Linked DNA regions of Rattus norvegicus: region 2 is linked to region 1. The links are chromatin contacts, called in public Hi-C maps. All regions are on one chromosome and are shown on one strand. Each heading gives the region's core, a stretch centred on a gene start, on an enhancer-like site or on the middle of the called end of the contact. The rest is flanking DNA. Distances are from core to core; before and after follow the strand shown. Region 1 overlaps Pygl (glycogen phosphorylase L). Region 2 holds the start of Pygl (glycogen phosphorylase L).

The links. Hi-C and Micro-C count contacts between places; a contact is called where the count stands out from the background.
Region 2: a Hi-C map of liver shows a contact between it and region 1, with 2.2 times the contacts expected there. The contact joins the promoter of Pygl here to the enhancer-like site in region 1. A contact is called at or near these places in 4 of 12 Hi-C or Micro-C datasets (the A7r5 cell line, frontal cortex, kidney and 1 more).

The regions. Positions count from the first base shown.
Region 1 is chr6:94,432,344-94,436,417 of GRCr8, reverse strand. Pygl (glycogen phosphorylase L) reads left to right here. Exons shown (of 20, transcript NM_022268.1): 20 at 2,543-2,860. The coding sequence ends at 2,716. It overlaps Abhd12b (abhydrolase domain containing 12B), which reads right to left. Exons shown (of 13, transcript NM_001395730.1): 13 at 4,023-4,074. Among named protein-coding and RNA genes, the nearest start is that of Abhd12b, 30 kb to the right of the region's middle. Within about 2 kb of position 1,712, at least 2 of the 93 cell types and tissues checked have an H3K27ac peak or open chromatin away from gene starts, as enhancers often do. A contact at or near this core is called in liver, where this site is marked.
Region 2 is chr6:94,474,441-94,478,103 of GRCr8, reverse strand. It overlaps Pygl (glycogen phosphorylase L), which reads left to right and starts at 1,885. Exons shown (of 20, transcript NM_022268.1): 1 at 1,885-2,142. The coding sequence starts at 1,900.

The sequences.
Region 1 (4,074 bases), core at 463-2,962:
GGGAAGCCTGGTTGAGTATTTGTCTATCGAGAGAGAGAGAGAGAGAGAGAGAGAGAGAGAGAGAGAGAGAGAGAGAGAGAGAAGAGAAGAGATAGAAATCAACGAGAGAACTTCCCAGATGTTCAAAATCTGCCTTTTGGCTAGTTTACAAGACACACCAGGAGGGCCATTCCAGGGTTGGAATTTGAGATTTCTGTAACAATTGTAAAATTTTACATTATTCTAATTTAAAAAGCAAATCACCAGTGATTTGCATCCAACGAGTACCTACCGTGTAGCAGTTCTGCCTCAGAAGCTCAGGGTACCTGCTTCAGAGGTGGGAGGGTCCTCTCTGTGCTGAGCTCTGCCCGGCTTCCCTCAAGCAGTCTGTAACCCCAGGCCTCTTAACCGGAACTACACATCACAGTCACCAAGGCTGCTGTTTCCAAATACACATGACAACTTACCCTTCGCCCACAGCGATTCTGACCCAGTGGTGGGTAGAACTTTCCACTGATGTTTGAAAAACTTACCAAGATTATTCTAAGATTGAATCCCAGTGTAGTCGGGTAGGAACTGGCCTGGTAATCTTTGAAAAAATAGCAAAATAAATACCTCCCCTGGAGCAGCCTTGTCCGGATCATTAGACTATAGACCGAAAGAAGAGGGGTTTATATATGATTATGTAAAAAACGTGAGCTATGCGAAGAAGCCTCTGCATGCAGTCATGCTTGGGCGAATGGCCCTCCAGGTGTGTCTGTAAAAGCATGGGGTGGGGGAGGGGGGGATGTTAGCAAAGGCGCAAGCTCTGAGCTGAGACTCCAGGACCCCTTCCCAAACATCCCCTTCCATTCTTTTATCAAGGCAGGTGACTGTGGCTGGAGATGGCACAGGTTACCCCTGCCGTCGCCCTAGACAGCCCTCTGGGGTTTTCAAATGGATCCTTCGAGTCTGTGCTACTTTACAGCCAGCCTGCATCTTCTTGGCTGAGTCAGATGAATCTCCTAACAGAGTGTAGAGCCAAGTGCGAGTCTGTGGCTCTGAACATCCGTGGCGTTTCTGGAGCTAAGTAGCTCACGGGCCACTTCCATTCAGCCCCCACTTCCGTTCAGTCCCCACTTCCGTTCAGCCTGTACATACCAGGAGCTCAGAGGAAAGAGAACAGCTGCCTGGAGAAACAGAAATCAATAACATAAGGAAAGGAAAACATGAACAAGGGCAAGGACAGTCAGATCCACTGGGGCTTCCGTTAAAATTAAGCGCAAATCCAAACGGTGCCCATTGGGAGCACAGCAGTTCAATCATGCCTGAGTGATTCGTTAGTGCAGACTGCAGCTTTCGACTCTTGACAGTCATTGCATCGCTGAGGGTTAGTAAGCACAACGTGCATGGCTAGGAAGTGTAGGTGTTATCCATTTCCCTGGTTTTTAGGTTTATGTAGAAGTCTCCAAGCCTGAGTGGGCTGCCATGCTGTCTTGCCTTAGCTTATGGTAGGAAGGTAGTTTAATTCTTATGTTAAAAATGTCCTAATGTGTTAATAACTTTGAATAACTTCCAATAAACTCGCAGAGATCTAAAAAGGAAAAAGAGACTGTAAGCTAAATATATTTTTATACTCTTTTATTTTAAAAAAGTGTAAGATTGTGAAATATTTTTGATTGCGAATAAGACCTTAGTTCACCCTCTTTTGAAACCCCAGTGGGGTTGTGGGGATTCAGAACAAACCTAATGGGGCATAGGCCTTCAAAGGGAACACAAAGCTAAGTGGGTCAGCCAAGCTTTTGGTTGTTTCCCTGCTAATGTTCATGGGTTTTCAAACTTTTTGAGTCACAGGTTAAATCTCTTCGTTTGTCTGCCCACAGACAGTTATATTAGTCCCTCTGTCCACCTTTAGCTGAAGGAGAGGTTGTTCCATTTATTTCTAGGATTTGTTTTTATTTATGTGTGCCTCTGTGTGCGGATGTCAACTGTGTGCAGGTAGCCATGGAGGCTGGAGAGTTATGTGCTTCCTGGCGGGTGCTGGGAACTGAACTCAGGTCCTCTAAAAGAACGCTCTCAACGAGTGCTCTTAACCACTGAGACATCCATTCCTCCAAACCCAGGGCTCTCCACTTTTAATATGCTAACCAATTCGAGAATATTCACCCACAGAGTCATATTCTCTCTCTCTCTCTCTCTCTCTCTCTCTCTCTCTGCATATCCATGCAAATACTCTGGCTCACTTGCTTGCTTTCTTACCCTCTCTCACTCCCTTGCTTACTCTCTTGAGGAATAGCGTCTCTATATAGAGCAGGCTGGGTTTTGAACTTGAAATCTTCTTGCTTTAGCCTCTTGAAGGTTACAACAATCCCCCACCACACCATGCTCGTGGTTTCTCTTAAAATGAAAAACACTTTGTCATCACTAAGAGAACTACACTCTGAATTTGGAGAAAGTGCAGCTGCTCTGCTCCTGCAGGCCGTCAGCAGAGCAAGCTCCTTTATAAATCACTGTCCTTTGTCCCGTTTGGTTCAATGTTGGCCCGGCACACAGGCCCTGAACTGTACATGTATGTTATTCACAGAATCAAAAAGCCTGGAACACAATGGTTCTCAGAAACATAGCTGCCTCAGGGAAGTTCTCCAGTGACCGAACAATCAGGGAGTATGCCAAGGACATCTGGAACATGGAGCCTTCCGATCTGAAGATCTCCCTATCTAAGGAGTCCAGCAATGGGGTCAACGCCAATGGGAAGTAAATGCTAAAATATATTCTTATTCAATAACTTCTTACTGGACTTGAGTACTCTTAGAGCTTCCCTGAGTCTGTTTTGTTATTGAATGGTTAGTAAATGTATTTCTGTATTAGAGCTAAAAATAAAATGTCAACTTCGAGTTGTCAATCAGTAGCCTGCTAGGATTCCTTTCCTTAAAAGTAATCAGACCCACCAGAGCTCCCAGGGACTAAACTGCCAACCAAAGAGTACACATGGAGGGACCCACAGCTCCAGCGTAGCAAAGGATGGCCTTGTCTGGCATCAGTGGGAGGGGAGGCCCTGGGTTCTGTGGAGCCTTGATGCCCCAGCATAAGGGGAATGCTAGAGCAGTGAGGTAGGAATGGGTGGGTAGGTCGGGGAGCACCCTCTTAGAGGCAAAGGGGAAAGGGATGGGATGGGAGGCTTGCAGAGGGGAGACCAGGAAGGGGGACAACATTTGAAATGCAAATAAATAAAATATCCAATAAAAAAATGTTAAGGCATGAGGAGATGGCTCAGTGGTTAAGAGCACTGACTGTTCTTACAGAAGGTCCTGAGTTCAATCCCCAGCAACTACATGGTAGCTTACAGCCATCTGTAATGGGATCTGATGCTCTCTTCTGGTGTGTCTGAAGACAGCTGCAGTGTACTCACAGACAATTAATAAATAAAATCTTTAAAAAATAATTGTTTTAAATTTAAAAAAAGTAATCAGTTGGAAAACCACTTGGAACTGTTTAATGCCATTTAAATGAACTAAGATAAAATTTTTTCTCACACTATTGTTGGAGTTCAGGCTCCAGGCTGCTATCTGGGTCTGTTCAAGCTGCTATAACAAAAGGTGCTAGTCCAGATAACTTACAAACAACATAAATAGTGTCACAGTTCTAGAGATGTAAGTAAGATGTCCAAGATGAAGAGGCCCACGGTTCAGTATCTGATGAGATCCACTTTCTGGTTCCTAAATGGTTCCTTCTCATCCTGTCCTCTTCCCATGGAAGAGACAGAAAGAATTCCCTTAGACCTGTGTTTCAGGGACCTAATTCCATTCCCAAGAGCCTGGCTCAACACCTTTGAAAGCCTCTGCCTCCTGATACCATCATGCTGACAGGTAAATGTTAACACAGGAGCTTGGGGGCAGACACCACTTCCTATACCGGCATCCACCTTACTCACAAATATCCCTGGCAGGTTCCATAGCTGGCCATTTGTAGATAAGGTCAGATTGCATTAAATTCTGACTCTGCATGTTGAAGATTTGGCACGATTCTCAGAGCACATGATGATGAACTATAGAACATCTCACAGGGCTTTGTTTATTCAAATGGCCTGTGACCTGTGAAAGTCTCAGTGGCTTCAGG
Region 2 (3,663 bases), core at 636-3,135, 42 kb before region 1:
AGGAGAGCTAGGACCCACCTGCAGGAGGACATCCCTGGCAAAACTAGAAAGTTGCCTTTGCCTTTGGAATCTCCAAAGTTTGGACAGTCCATGACAGCAGAGGGATTATGGTGGTGGCAGCCTGAGGGGTTGGCCACATTGCACCACAGTCAGAGAGAGGCGAGCACTGTTGCTTTCTCCCGTTACTCATTCCGCAACCCTTTCCCACGGGATGGTACCGACCACCTTCAAAGTAGGTCTTCCTTTCCTCATCTTTGAAAACACCCTCGCCTGCCCAGAGCCATGCCTGCTTATCCTTATTCCAACTCCAGTCAAGTTCACAATGAAGATTCATTACCACAGAACTCAAAGATGTCAACTTTAACAAAATAAATAAATAAATAAACAAAACCTGCTAGGTTTTGCAATTCGCCAGAGGACCTTCTCACTCAGGTTCCCCTCACACCTCCCCACGTGGCTCTTAAGTCAAGCATTCTGACCAAGCTCCGCACTCACTCTTAGCTCTGGATATTTATGTCTTGTTCAACTCCAACCCTTTCCCTATTTCATAGGGTCATTTTCATCTGTCCCAAAGGCTAGAGACAAAATCCTGGAAGCTGGAAGGATCCAGATCTGAAAACACAGCCAGACCTGTGAGAGTAAAACTTTCATTTTTAGGGTAATAGCTGTTTTGGTATGAATTAAGTAACCAAACTCCTAGTCTGATCTTTACTCAAAATAATTAGCTTTGTTTAAAAAGAAAAAAGAAAGAAGGAAGGAAGGAGTGACAGACAGAAAGGAAAGCAGGCAGGCAGGCAGGCAGGCAGGGACCCTCTAGATGGCTCAGCAGGTCAAGGCAGCTGCCGACAAGCCTGGCCACTCGTGACCCACCCCAGCAACCATCATGAAAGACCAGAGAACCAACCCTGGACCTCTATGTGTCTGTGTGCACATTTGAGGACACACACATACAATCACACACATACATTTTGAAAAGAAATCTGACATCTTAACATGCCTCATGTTTACTTTTCCAAAGTTTAAACACCGTCACATCCAGATCTGGTGTTAAGATCACACACCAGTGTTTCTCCTGAACATAGCAACTGGATCTTTGAGTGCTCTCTTTCTCCCTCCCTCCCTCTCCCCCAACACACACACGTACACACGCACACACACGCACGCACACGCACACACACGCACGCACACGCACGCACGCACACGCACACGCGCGCACATGCACACACACGCACAGTCATACACACGCCCTTATTCCTATGCCTTATTTGGGACACTACAGACAAGGGGTCTCAAATGGAAATCTTGTCCCCCACTGAGACTAAAGCTTTCTCAACAGACCCCTTGACTTTTACACCAACTGTGGCCGACTACTGTGGGATGGCCCAGCCTGGTCTAGGAGTCAAGAAACCCTAGTCCTGTATCCACAGAAAAAAGAAATTAAACAACCGAGCCCCCCCTGCCTCCCGTAGGATACAGGATAGGATTTTGCCTAAGACTGGAAAGCAAGATGGGGGCAATTAGGGTTAAATCACACTAACCCTACAATGTCACCCTGCGAAACTACAGTGGAACCTACTGAGAAGAGCCAATGGCTTTGCTGGGAACTCAACTAGAGAGCCAGAGGAGGCTTCCTTCCACACCAGCAGATGCGGTCGGGGCCTCCGCGCGCTACGTGACCCGGACGTTCTGGGAGCGGCCAAGGGGCGGTGCCCGCAGCTGCAGCGCCGCCCAGGGGCTCCCACGCCCCCTGGGGGTGTGTTGCTCCGGAAGCCGCGGGTGGGCGGGAGCCAGGCGAGGGGCGGATCCCCACTCCCCAGAGCCTCAAAAGCAGTATGTAAGGTAAGGGGTGGACAGTCCTGCAGCCAGGCGACCGGCTCTGAGTTCCCGCCACCCGCAACCATGGCGAAGCCCTTGACCGACCAGGAAAAGCGACGGCAGATCAGCATCCGCGGCATCGTGGGCGTGGAGAACGTAGCGGAGCTGAAAAAGGGCTTCAATCGTCACCTGCACTTCACTCTGGTCAAGGACCGCAATGTGGCCACCCCCCGCGACTACTACTTCGCCCTTGCGCACACAGTGCGCGACCACCTGGTGGGGCGCTGGATCCGCACACAGCAGCACTACTATGACAAGTGCCCCAAGGTACCAAGCGAAGTGTATTTGTTCTCTCTCCACTCCATGTCCTGATCCCGAAGTCTAGGCGGGCAGTGGGACCTATGGGGCCATTCCTCCCACCTCCCCCGTAGCGCTGTGCCATCCTCAAGGCACCATTGTGCTGTGAGATAGGAGACAGGCTGGTGGCAAGAGCTTCCCTCTCCTGTGAACTAAGAAAACTATGGCGTGCCTACTCAGCACTTAACCAAGGGGCCCCGGGGCGCCTCCTATGCGATGTGTCTAGGTTCCGGGAGGTGTGGAGGGGCTGACAATCCGCTCTGGGCGCGCAGGGGCTGGGAGGGGCAGAAAAACATACAAAGCCTAGTTTTATAGGATCGCGCTTAATGTTTAAGGAAAGGAGAGGAAAATTTAGAGTTCCTCTAATAGTGACCCGGCCCAGGCCTCGGGGCTGCCCAGCCCAGCTATGCAGCGGAGAGGTAGGGAGGGCCGAGATCAGTGAGTGTAGACTGCAGTTCCTGAACTTTCTGATTTCTACCGGATGGGCCTTGCCAAGCGACTCACCTGAAGCTATCCCTCCCCTTCAGAGGCCTACCCCGGAGATGTGGGGGACACTGCCTTTCCGGGACGGCTCCTATTTCTACCAAGGGCCAGAGTGCGCAGTCTCTGGGGGTAGACTTGTAGAGGGAGAACACCACCCCATCATGACCAGTCTAGGAAGAGAACTAGAGCTAATGAAAAAGGTTAGGGAGGAGCCTGCAGGGAGAGGGACTGTGCACACAGTAAGAGTGTGAGACAGCCCCTTTAATGGAGGGTAGTGAATGTTCTAGAAGAGAAAGCTGGGGAAACTGGCTATGGAGTTATGTTGAAAAAGGTTAAAGCAGATCTTGGAGGCAATGGGAAATACGTCTATACACTTAGGAGGTGTTTCTAAAACACATAAGAACAACGAGAAAAGTTATGTCTACCATTTGTGCCTGAGAACTATAGGAATTTCTAAGACTGGGAGATAAACTCCCATAGTACGATACAGCCATAGTAGTTGTAGGAGCCTAGCAGACTGCGACCCAAACAGAACAACTGCTAATATGTATCCTTCCCAATCTAAACATTTGCTTAGAAAACACTTCAGGTCCACATTTGTGTACTGTATCTTTTTGTCGGTGCAACGTGCTGCACCTTGACTTAGAATTTTTAGAGGTGGACCCGAACTTGCCTGAGTTTGAGCGACATTTCAGAAACACACAAATGCAGGCGCTAGTCTGCAGCGTTTAGCATCATAGCACAGAGAAATCTGTTATTTCTCTTCCAGTGGTGATCTTCCTGGTTCAATGGTTAGTTTTTCTTGTCACTCTTCCTTCCTATACAAGGGCAGAGCAAGCGAGACAGGGTTACAATGCAGGGAAGCAGCGAAAATGTTGCATAACTCTTCTTAGAAGAGCTTGGGTGTTCTTAAAAATTGGTTTCACGTGGGTTGGTAGTGTTTGCTGCATGATGGTCTCTGTAGAAGCTGGACAGCTGCAGTCCTTGAAGAGAACTTGGAAAACTAGG